2 separate regions of the Mus musculus genome follow, and region 2 is linked to region 1. Evidence: chromatin contacts called from public Hi-C data. All regions are on one chromosome and are shown on one strand. The core of a region is the stretch at or near the end of the contact, and the rest is flanking DNA. Distances in the headings are between cores, read along the strand shown.

The links. Hi-C and Micro-C count contacts between places; a contact is called where the count stands out from the background.
Region 2: a Hi-C map of the N1E-115 cell line shows a contact between it and region 1, with 2.7 times the contacts expected there. The contact joins two enhancer-like sites. A contact is called at or near these places in 1 of 484 Hi-C or Micro-C datasets (the N1E-115 cell line), 2 of 115 datasets of contacts at active chromatin or transcription factors (pancreatic cancer cells and stem cell-derived neural progenitor cells) and 1 of 9 other capture datasets (embryonic stem cells).

The regions. Positions count from the first base shown.
Region 1 is chr13:56,580,899-56,586,390 of GRCm38.p6, reverse strand. Gm32759 (a long non-coding RNA gene) reads right to left here and starts at 701. Exons shown (of 3, transcript XR_382491.2): 1 at 407-701. Within about 2 kb of position 3,525, at least 155 of the 459 cell types and tissues checked have an H3K27ac peak or open chromatin away from gene starts, as enhancers often do. A contact at or near this core is called in the N1E-115 cell line, where this site is marked.
Region 2 is chr13:56,770,191-56,775,949 of GRCm38.p6, reverse strand. It overlaps Trpc7 (transient receptor potential cation channel, subfamily C, member 7), which reads left to right. Exons shown (of 12, transcript NM_012035.3): 12 at 2,017-2,852. The coding sequence ends at 2,186. Among named protein-coding and RNA genes, the nearest start is that of Gm52066, 7.3 kb to the right of the region's middle. Within about 2 kb of position 1,444, at least 51 of the 459 cell types and tissues checked have an H3K27ac peak or open chromatin away from gene starts, as enhancers often do. A contact at or near this core is called in the N1E-115 cell line, where this site is marked.

The sequences.
Region 1 (5,492 bases), core at 2,276-4,775:
CAGTTCACTCCTCTTTCCTGATATAGAGGAGCTTTGTCTGAGCATGTGTGGGCAGGAGAACACAGGAAGGCCACAGGTCCTGGGAGAAAGTCTTCAAGCTGCCTGAACAAACATCCTTGTGACATGGCTATGACGAATTTTGGCTGAGTGTACTTGACACTGTGTTTGGGGAGTCATTGAGTGAATTTCTAAACAATGGCCCTGGGGACCTGAAGCCCAGGAGCTCTCATTGAAACACATCTGAAAAAATACTGCAAGGCCAAGTTACCAATGCCACTGTGGAGGAGAACTAATCCAACAACATCAACAGCAACAACAACAACACCCACTTGGTTGGCTTTGGACTTGCCCCTCGGTGCTTTATAGAGAAGATGGGCAGGTCTCAAAAGCATGGCAGCTCTCTTACCTTAGCCTCTCATTGGCTGAGATGACGGGCATGAGCCATCATTTCCGGCATGAGCCATCACTTCCGGCATGAGCCATCACTTCCGACATGCACATTGTTGGGTTCTGAAGAAAGGAGGTTGAGTGTAGATCAGTCTACAGCCTTCAGACATGTAAGGACTCAAAGCAGGCTTCCCCTGGTTACCGAGGTAACCAGCCTTAAGAATATGATAATGAGTGTCATCGACCTGAAGATCTTCCAAAAAGGCACATAGGTCCCAATTCAGACATCCAGTTAGATTGCATCAGAAAATTCCACAACTGTCTGCTTGCCGTTTCTCTCAGTTGTTCTGTAGCCTAAATATTTAGACAAAACCAAGAAATGCATCTCTTGTAGCAGATCTTTCTCTCCACAGTTGAAGGTGATCACCAGCTATGACCAGTGCTGCCTAAACTATTGTGACGTGTTGATCCCTTCCCAATGACTGACAAACTTAAACAGGTGGTGATAGCTCTCCATGTGTGCGAGTTACTGAATATGAGATTATTACACTCAGCAGGATTCTGAGCTCCATCTCATCTACCTGGCAAGAAGGAAGGGGAATTGATGCAAATGCATCATAGCACTACATCAGCGCTCGCTTGCTTTTCCTGATCTTTATATTCCAGGTTATGGCAATTTAAAAAAGTGATTGAGGGTTGTACACACCTTTTACCCATATTTGGAAGGCAGAATTAGGTGAACCTCTATGAGTTGGAGGCCAATCTGATGGACCCAGCAGGGTCCAGGACAGCCAAGGCTACATACTGAGAGTTTGTCTCAAGGAAATGAAACAAGCACCACAGTCCTAATTTTAACTGCCAAAGAAGAGCCGGGAATATAATGTAAAAACCAAGATCATCTGACTTTCAAGAAACTCAAGTAACCAATTTTGGGTACAATTATTATCTGCCATTATGCTGGTCTTTCCAGGGCTTTCTGCTTGCTTATACTGGAGGCTGGGATGGAACCCAGGGCCTCATGCAGTTAGACAAGCACCCCCCCCCCCTCGTGAAGCTGCATCTTTAGCCCTTTAGAAGGGCTTTTGTTTGGGACTTCCAAGTACATCCTGGTTAACTGTGCTTTAAAAAGCAACAGTGGTGTGATCCAGTCGCAAGCAAGAGAGGCAGGCCAAAATGTCCTCGAGGAACTGCACACAAGCACTCCCTCTGGGTAGGAGACCTGCAATGTTCTTTGTTTTTCTTTATCCTGCTACTTCCTGTTCGCCCCTGATTTCTCCCTTGCTCCTGTCCTTGCTCTGTGACCACAGATGCTGTGGCCTACATAGTCTAAAAGGAACAGTTTTTCTGACTTCTAGTTGCTGGTTTGCTGGTTGAATTTAATAAGCCTGTGTACATGTGTGTGTATGTTTGTGTGTGTGTGTCTATGTGTGTGTGATGTGCATGTGGGTATGTGCGTGTGTGTCTGTGTGTGGAGGTGTGGTGTGTGTGGAGGTATGTATGTGTGGTCTGTGTATACACACATATATATGTGGGTATGCATGTGTGTGGTATATGTGTATATCTGTGTGGTGTGCATGTGTGTGTGGTGTGTATGTGGGTATATATGTATGTGTTGTGTGCATTTGTGCATGTACATGCGTGTGCACATGAGTGTGTACATGTGTGTGTGTTTCTGAACAAGATCAGAAGGAGGGAAGAGAGGACCCAGGAAAGGCAGGGCTGGACAGTCCTGCAGCCCCTGTATTCCCAGCAGCTCAAAGGCTACTCATGGGTGCACACTCCTTTCTGCTTTGTGGATGTCCATCAGTATAAACACAGATAACATCATGTCGTGCCTAAAGGTCCCACAAGGCAGAATCTAGTCCCGATTTTACTTACCTCTCAGGTTCTCGTCCTTCCTGTGAGGCAGAACAGAGAAGGCATCAGGGATTATGGGGCCGAGGCCGGCAGGATAAGGTGTGGCCATGATTCTACGGTCTGTTATAGCGTGTAGCTTATACCTTGACTTCACACATCAGGTACTGGGCCAGTTTCTGCTTCTGCTGAAAATGCTTAAAGTTGTAAGATGGGAACTCTGATAACTGTGAGGAGAATTAGACACTTCTGTCTTTATGCCTGTGCTTTCCATTAATTGCATAAGTAGTAGTTAGGGTTTTCTTTAAGTTTGAAAACTTAGACCAAAACTGAACATAAATAATATTTGAGTTATACTTAGATAATGGTTTTGTCTTTGAGTGTAACATCTACACTCTATACTAATGTTTGCTTAATATCAAGATGGAGATGGAAAGAAAGTCACGAAAATGAGAGCGTGAGAGAAGAAAGTATAATGAAAAGGGCGAGGGGCCAGCTAAGGGCTGTGAGTTGAGATGAGTGAGATCTGCACATCTTTCCTCGGTTCACATTCTAGGTTCAAACATTCTTTCCGTCTCTGCCTCCAGAGGTTCACACCACTGTGCCTGCTTCCTACTGACCGAATCTCACAAAATACAAAAACCAAACAAAGACAAAGGACAAACTGCAAACTGAGATGCACTGTTGCAAAATAGGAGCATGGGAGCAATGGCCTTATTAGAAACCAGTTTTATATGAATTATGGAAGAGTCACCTAGCTAGAACCTCGAATTTAAAGAAGGATAAGAAAATTGACAATGAGTGTATGAACAAATTCTCTCTTGAAGCACTCAAAGGTGGCCAAAGGGTTCCAGTGCCCAGTGGTGCACGGAGGGCAGTCATTCTAGAAGGCAGTGTGCTACTCTTTCTAGTGCACATGCCCACCGCTCAGAAATTCCACTATCAGCACATCATGGAAGGTGGACTTCAGGATGTCTGCACTGAATGAATCTCAGGATTCTCATGGCAAAATTGGGAACAATCAGAAATCAGGTGATTTGCTAAATAGCTTCAAGTAAGACTAGGCACAGGGCCCGTGCAGCTCTGAGCGTGGCAGTGGACTGGTGACTGGGCTGTCAAACCAGGGCAGGAACATACAGTGATCCCCTCACAGTTTGTACCGTGGACAGAGCAGGAGCTAGCTGTTGACCTGGAATCACTCAGCTGCCCCTGTCCTGGTCCCTCTGGCTCTCCCAACAGAGACATCTTAATGTATGAAAAGGCTTCAAACAAAAGCATTTACTTTGTCATACTGAACACTCAGCCTGAGGTCATCTGCAAGCCCCACTGAGTGGACTCCCTGACTCAGAATTGTGCATCAGCTCATTATTATGTTTTCAAAGGAAGGCTATAAAAGACTGGCAGAGCTCACACTAAAACTCTGGGGTGGGGTGGGGGGAGGGTTGTAGAGAGGGTGGGGGATGGGGGAGGGATGTGGAGGGGGTAGGGGGGCAGGGAGTGGGGGCGTGGGGGAAGGGTTGTGGGGGTGGGGCAGGGAATGGGGGCATGGTAGGGTAGGGCTGGGGGGTGGGGGCAGGGAGTGGGGGAGGGGCAAGGGAGGGTCTCGTCACTCCTGGTTTTTTTTTCACTGTCCATAAATTACACTTAGGGAGGTTACCAGGAGTCTCAGGAAAACAGCTGAAGCCCATCTTTCTAGGAAGAAGAACTGATGATGGTGAGGGGGAACCACCCCCACACTCTAGGAAGCAGCTCCCCAGCCCCTGGCCAGCTGCGCAGTGGAGGAGGGCCTCTCCCTGCCTGCTGCCAGCAGGCTGCAGGGTCACGGGGCTGGGCTGTGCCTGAGCAGTCAGCACACTACTCCATTGTCTGAGCAACACACCCCATTGAAGTCAATGAGAAACAGATGGCCGGGACCACTCTTGCTCCGCACACCTCCAGTGTCCTCCCTGCTTGCTCGCAGCCTCCAGGGTCAGCCAGGGATCTGCTTTTTATTTTACAGACAGAGAAGAGCCACAGAGGAAGGGAGGAAGGGCTGAGGGAAGCTATAGTTTCCAGAGCGCCAAGGGAGTTGATGCAATCATAATTCAGTTCCCACCCCCTACTCAGGAAGGCAAGACCATCCAACCAGGCAGGATGCCTGCAGCCTGGGCTATAAACTCTGGCTCCCCTCCCCTCCCCTCCCCTCCCCTCCCCTTCCCTCCCCTCCCCTCCCCTTCCCTCCCCCCTGGTTCCAGCAAGCCCCTGCTGGGATCTGTGGGCTCTTCCCCAGGCTCTCAGGGCCAGCAGCAAAAGAGTTCAAGTGGGGTCTTGCAGTTCTCATTGTGAGAAGAAACCCTGTAGTCAAACACAGTGGGAAGCAAGTCCCGGATAGGTGGGGTAGAAGGAATCTGGGTCTGGTGGCCCCCTCACAGGGAATCATTTCAAGCGCTGGCACAAGCCAGGGACAGCCATTTGGCCAGAACAAGGCATGACGTCATATATTGGGTATAAGGAGAGGCACTGAAGCTGCCTGGGTCCTGTCCAGGCTCTTTTCTTAATTGCTGTGCTACCCCAGGCTGACTACCTAAGCTCTCTGAGCCTCTGCTTCCTCATCACATAGTATGCTGGGTAGGAGACTAGTATCACCCTGTAGGCAGCAAACAGCAGCAGGGGCTGATTCACCAGAGCAGACTCACACTGCTTGGTGCATGTGCCATGCTCCTTGAAGGCCAGCTCGGATTAGAATGTCAGCTCCCTGTGTCTTTTATCTTTCTTCACACTAACAGCATTTGGCATCATGGCATGCTCATGTGTATATTTCCCGTAACCCCAATGGGCATAACCTCATTTCCATATTTTCCCATAACCCCAATCAGGCTCTGCCTGAGGGCAGTCTCTCCCTAGGGTGCCATCTCTGGATCCCACCTGTAGCTACTATCTCTCTAGATTGTGACTTGTGTTGTCTCCAGATCAGTGTGGACCATTGTGTATGGTGATTGTGACAAGCCAAATGCACACACACACACACACACACACACACATACCCTGCCCATTCTCCCCCACAAGGCCCTGTGCAGCAGTAGTGAATAGTATCCTAGTTCAAACAGAGACTTGTATGTGACCCCAGGGGAGGAGTTACCACCCCAGAACCCTAAAATGAGACAAAGAGGGGAAAGTGACCCAGAGAAGGGGCCCCCTATAAGGGGAGGGAAGCCAAACTGTGGCTGCAAATTGAGAAAACATTGACACAGAGATGGAGAGTTTTGGAGTTT
Region 2 (5,759 bases), core at 195-2,694, 190 kb before region 1:
GGTCTTCACTTCCTCACTGAGGTCCACCCTGAGCCCAAATTCCAAGCTACCCTGTTGTCTCTGCACTAGACCCGCCCCTCAGCAACTACACCCCTCTCATCACTCCCTCTCCCACCCAGCATCCATCATCTCTACCCCACCCTTCTACCGCCTCCTCTTGTAAGGAAGGCACATGATTAGATTGGCTCCTGGGTGGTCCAGGATCCCCTCCCAACCCAGACGATTAGCACCTGCCTCCACATGTAACCATAACATGTCACCTTAGTTTCTGTTTGCTGTGTGATATAACTTATCCTGAGAGGCCAGCCACTAATGATGACATTGTGGACATCATGGAGGTATGGGACATTATTAGGCATTATTAGTGACCATCATCCTCAGTTGGCTTCCAGCCCTTTGAACTCAGGATAGCCTAGAATCCCACCATTCACCCTTTCTTCCGTGGGCACACATACAAAAGGGTCAGCCCGTGCCTCGTTTTCAGAACCTACCACGGGCTCAGACCCAGCTGCGCATTGTGTCTCTGTTCCGAGATCTGAGACTATGGCGATAGCAGTTTCTCTGAGGAACTCTGAAGTGTGCCCTCTTCAGTGGCAGCTGGTGAAGGTGCAGGTCCCAGCCTAATGCCTCCCCACATCTGTGGCAAGGCCTATGGCCAACACTTTAGACAACAGCACCTGGCACTTCCTGTGCACACTGGAGTTCCTGTCTACATCAGTCTCACCAAATGAGTTAGTTCTCAGTCTAATTTAAGCAAGTATGCGTAAGGAAGAAGCAGATGCCCTATACCGGGTCATTAATCATGCAACACCTAGGATAAATATTTGAAAAACTCTTGCCTATGACTGGAGGTACCCTGTCTCCCCTCACGTGGGCCACAGAGCTACCAAAAGAGCTTGGCCACTGAGTGACCCTTGACTTCCTATCTTGGGGAACCTAGCATACAGCCTACAAAAATGGCAATGTCCAGTCTAGCTGCCGAGCACACAGGTCCAAGAGGCTGGGCAGTGGCCCTGCCGCTCCTTGTGGGTCCCAATTATTAAATCACAGGGTGCTTGCTGCATCAGCCTTAAGTAGTGTGGGGCTGTGATGGACATGATAACTAATATTCACTTTGGGGGTGGGTACCCAGATGTCATTTTAACTTAATTGATATGAGTCTGGGGCTTAGTGAAGTACCCTAATAAAAATAGGGGGTATAATCATGTATATGAGACCTCTGTACTTTATATATTTAAGCACGCTGCATATGAGATAGGAATAGTATACCCCACAAGCAGTGGACCCCTGCCAGAATTATGTCTGGTGTCTAACATGTGAGAAAAGAACCTTTCTACTCCCCTTTGTGCTTAATAAAGAGATTCCCACAGGCCCAGACCTATCAGGCTTCTAACCGCGCAGGTCACTATGGAAACAGAAAATGAAAGTGACTGGTGGTACCCTATTAGGGGAGGAGGCAGCTGCAGGCATCAGGGAGGCTCGCATTAGGGAAGTCAGGCTGCTTCTAAGAACTAAGGGAAGCCGTGGTCGCCAGCTCTGAGGCTGCAACCATGTGCAGAGCCTTGCTCTCTGGTGCTTGGGGTTTCTTCCCTTGGCACATATAGACAGGACCAAGCAGAGCCCCATGAAATGGCTGCCCCAGCTAATGAGCATCTTGCTTGACCCCTACGTGTGCTGGCTCTGAGGCCAACGTTGGAGCCATGGGTGTGTGAAACAGGTGCCTGAAAATTCACAGCCCTAAATTCCACCTCTCGGAGCTGTGAAGGGAGAAGCTTTCCAGGAATGGGGGGAGGGCCTGTAATTGTGCACGGGGAAACAGGCGCTTCTCCCCGGAGATCTGTGGGTGCAGGGATCTCTGAGATTCCCAACACCCTCCCCCCACCCCTCCACTCAGCCTCCCCAGGGCTGGACCTGCACCCGAAGCACAGAACCTCCTTCCTGTCACACACACACACACACACACACACACACACACACACACACACATACACCCAGTAAGCCCTCCTGTCTTTGCAGGTGAACTCAAGGAGATCAAACAAGACATCTCAAGCCTTCGCTATGAGCTCCTGGAGGAGAAGTCTCAGGCTACAGGAGAGCTGGCAGACCTGATCCAGCAGCTCAGCGAGAAGTTTGGGAAGAATCTGAACAAAGACCACCTGCGGGTGAACCAGGGCAAGGACATTTAGGGCCTGACTGCCCGCTTGGCAGGTGTGACTGACGTCTAACAGCATTCCAAAGCCGGGCCAGGTGTCCCAGTCTCAGCCCCTCTGAGGAGGAGGAACCACTGGCTCTGTCCTGGGCACATGACTGATATCTATAGCCCAGGAACCGCCTGGATCCAGGATTGTGAAACTAAGCCCGTGGGAGGGACAAGCTACCCCAAGGAGGGAAAAAGTGCCATCAGATACACGAGACCCTCCTGTCCAGCCTCCGTGGCCAAAGCAGGAAACGGCCATCTTGGATGCACATGTGTGTCCGCCCACTTGACTCAGGACGACAGCTGTGTCCTGGGAAGTCAGCTCTCTGCCCCTGAGTCCCTTCTTATTCCTCCCCGACACACACACACACACACACACACACACACACACACAACCAGAACCGGGAGGTGACCTGTGACCTACTCTTAAGTGCCAGATGAGAACCCAGATAGCCTAATAGTTAAATAGTTCTATTTGTTTATATAAAAAAAAAAGTTTAAAAAACACTAAATCAAAAATTGTACTGTAGAGAAAAGTTGTCATTGTTTAGAGAACAACAAAATCCAAATAATGTATTTTTACCTTTATTATCTTGTATTTACTATTTTTACCTAAAATGAGAAGAAATAAAATTACCTCATAAGAGCCTGGGGGTCTGTGTGGATGTGCTACTGGGCCATGTCTGACTGGGGCGGTGGTGGTGGTGGGGGGGGCTGGCTTTGGAATCATCTGGGTCAGGGCTGTCTGGGAGGACAGGACCAAACCACAGCCATGGTTCCTGAGAACTTCACAGCCTCTACCTTCACTGCCAAGCCTCACTTGCTGTTCCAGCCCTAACCCCAGCATCTCTGAGGTCAGACAGGAAGTGAAGGATGCACTGCTGGAAGTGGGGAAGGCAAGAGTGGGTGCCCAGGATGGAGCCTCACACCGGAGAGTGGGAAGAGCTACCACCAGATGGCACCCAGCCCCAAACAGTGTGCCTCACCGCGGGTCAGAGAGGATGCCCTGGGATTGAAGGGGACTCCCTGGTCATGAGGAAACAGCTGGTGGTACAGATCAGCTTGTGACCTACTGTGTGCTGTGGATCAGCTTGTGACTGAGGACCTACTGTGTGCTGTGCTCAGGATTTCCCACAAGTCAGTTTTCCAAGTCTTCATGGTGACCCTGGAAGGAGGTCAGAGTTCCAAATTCAAATACCTGGAAGATACCCTGGAAGAGAAAGAGAAAAAGAGTGAGTGCATATGCATACATATATCCCCACACATATGTGTGTGTGCACATAGATAGATAGATAGATAGATAGACAGACAGACAGACAGACAGACAGATGGTAACCCATGTGATGGATGATTTCCATCCATGCTTTATAAAAGCGTCAAAGCTCTGCATTCACGGGAACCATATTCGTTCATTTGGACTCGGCTGGGCATTAACACACAGTATGGCAGCATCTCAAGCTAGGTGGCAGCTGTTTTAGGCAGCCATGTGATCATACATACCAACAGGCAACACTCTACAGGGGACTTGGTGGCTAGGACTTTTGGATACAGGTTCCCAGTGGGCTATCCTGTTGGCTATCTTTGGCCTACTGTATCTCCTATTAAACAGCTGAGCACAGGTTAGCCCATACTGCAGTTCTGAAAAGTAGGTGTAATAAATGCATTCTGTCTTAGAGTAGTTTCAACTCACGATGCATTTGCATGCATCCCCCTCTGAGTCCGGGAGTGCACACGCATGCATCTATGCAGAGAGATCAGACTTGCATTTCAAGATATCCAACTGCAAAAGTCTGTTAGCTTAACTCTGCTGCAAGAAGGTGGGGTGACGTGGTAACAGACCCAAGAGTGCCTGTGTCTGTGATTCTCAGATGGTGAATCCCTGCATGCTGCTAATGCTGGCTGTTTGGCCACATCTGCCCCATTTCAAACAGCAGAGGAAATCAACATTTGCTGGGCCCCTGGATGCTGAGCTAGGCAGCTAGAGAAGATGTGACCATGAATATTCCCTTCCTGGGTCTTCTTAGCCCTACCTGTACCACAAAACCCAGGGCTTGAACAAGATGCAAACTCTGTGGCCGGTGGGCACCTTGGGTACATGAACAAGGCACTTTACAAAATAGGTTCCTGTGTTTGGTTTTTTTGGTTTTTGGGGGTTTTGTTGTTGTTGTCTTGTTTGTTTGTTTGTTTGTTTTCGGTTTTTCAAGACAGGGTTTCTCTGTATAGCCCTGGCTGTCCTGGAACTCACTTTGTAGACCAGGCTGACCTCAAACTCAGAAATCCGCCTGCCTCTCTGCCTCTCTCTCTGCCTCTCTCTCTGCCTCTCTCTCTGCCTCTCTCTCTCTGCCTCTCTCTCTGCCTCTCTCTCTGCCTCTCTCTCTGCCTCTCTCTCTGCCTCTCTCTCTGCCCCTCTCTCTGCCCCTCTCTCTGCCCCTCTCTCTGCCCCTCTCTCTGCCCCTCTCTCTGCCCCTCTGCCCCTCTGCCCCTCTGCCCCTCTGCCTCTGCCTCTGCCTCTGCCTCTGCCTCTGCCTCTGCCTCTGCCTCTGCCTCCCAAGTGCTGGGATTAAAGGTGTGCGCCACCACCTCCCGGCTTAGACTCCTGTCTTTAGTCTTGGGTCACTGGAGGGATTGTAGGTGTATTTCAAAGAACCTCCAGGGCTGGAGAGATGGCTCAGTGGCAACCCTTCCATAGGACCTACATTCAATTCCCAGCACCCACATGGTAGCTCACAACCTTCTATAACTCTAGTCCAAGGGATCCAGCGCCCTCTTCTGGCCTCTGTGGGCATTGCATGCTCATGGTATACCAATATACATGCAGGCAAAACACCCACATAAAATAAATAAAAAGAAAAACCAGGACTGTCAAATCTACAGGTGCCTTTGAGGCTGTGTGCTGGTCCCTAGAGCGAATGCCTTCCCCCTTTTCCTGCGGTCCTCCCAGCTCCCAAGCCTGCACAAGATGAATGAATGAGTGGAGCAGGGCTTTCCTGTCTCCAGCTAGGACCCAGCAGTTAGTCCCCTGTTCCAGCCTGGACTCTGAAGACAGGAGTACATGCTTGGTTGGAAGAGCAAATAATCTGACCAGAGAGGACAAATTACCAATGTTTCCGCAAGATTTCCTCTCAGATCCCCCACTTATCTTCCTCAGACGGCTGATAAACACTTGGGAGACTCAGCATTCTCTTCCCCAACTGCTTCTGCCAGAGGCGCTTGGCAGCCCTGTTTTCAAACTGTGTGACACCCCTTTTCCTAAAAGTCCTAAGCTTCAGATCTGCTCCTCAGAGAGAGAAAGGCAAACAAGCCCTGATGCATAATTAAAACTGGAATGGAGACTGGCACCATTCATTAGGCCTTCAGGGCCATCCAGGAGTGGATGCCAGATGGGTGAGAGAATGGGGAGGGGGGTGAGAGGAGAGGGAGGAGGCTGGACAGGGGAGGGGAGGGGAGGGAGAGGGGGTAGGGGTGGGAAGAGGGAGGGGATTGGGGGTGGGGGTGGTGTCTCAAGTGGAGAGCCTAGGACTGAAGCCTGGCAGAGCTCACTAGCTCAGAGCTCAGCTGCAAG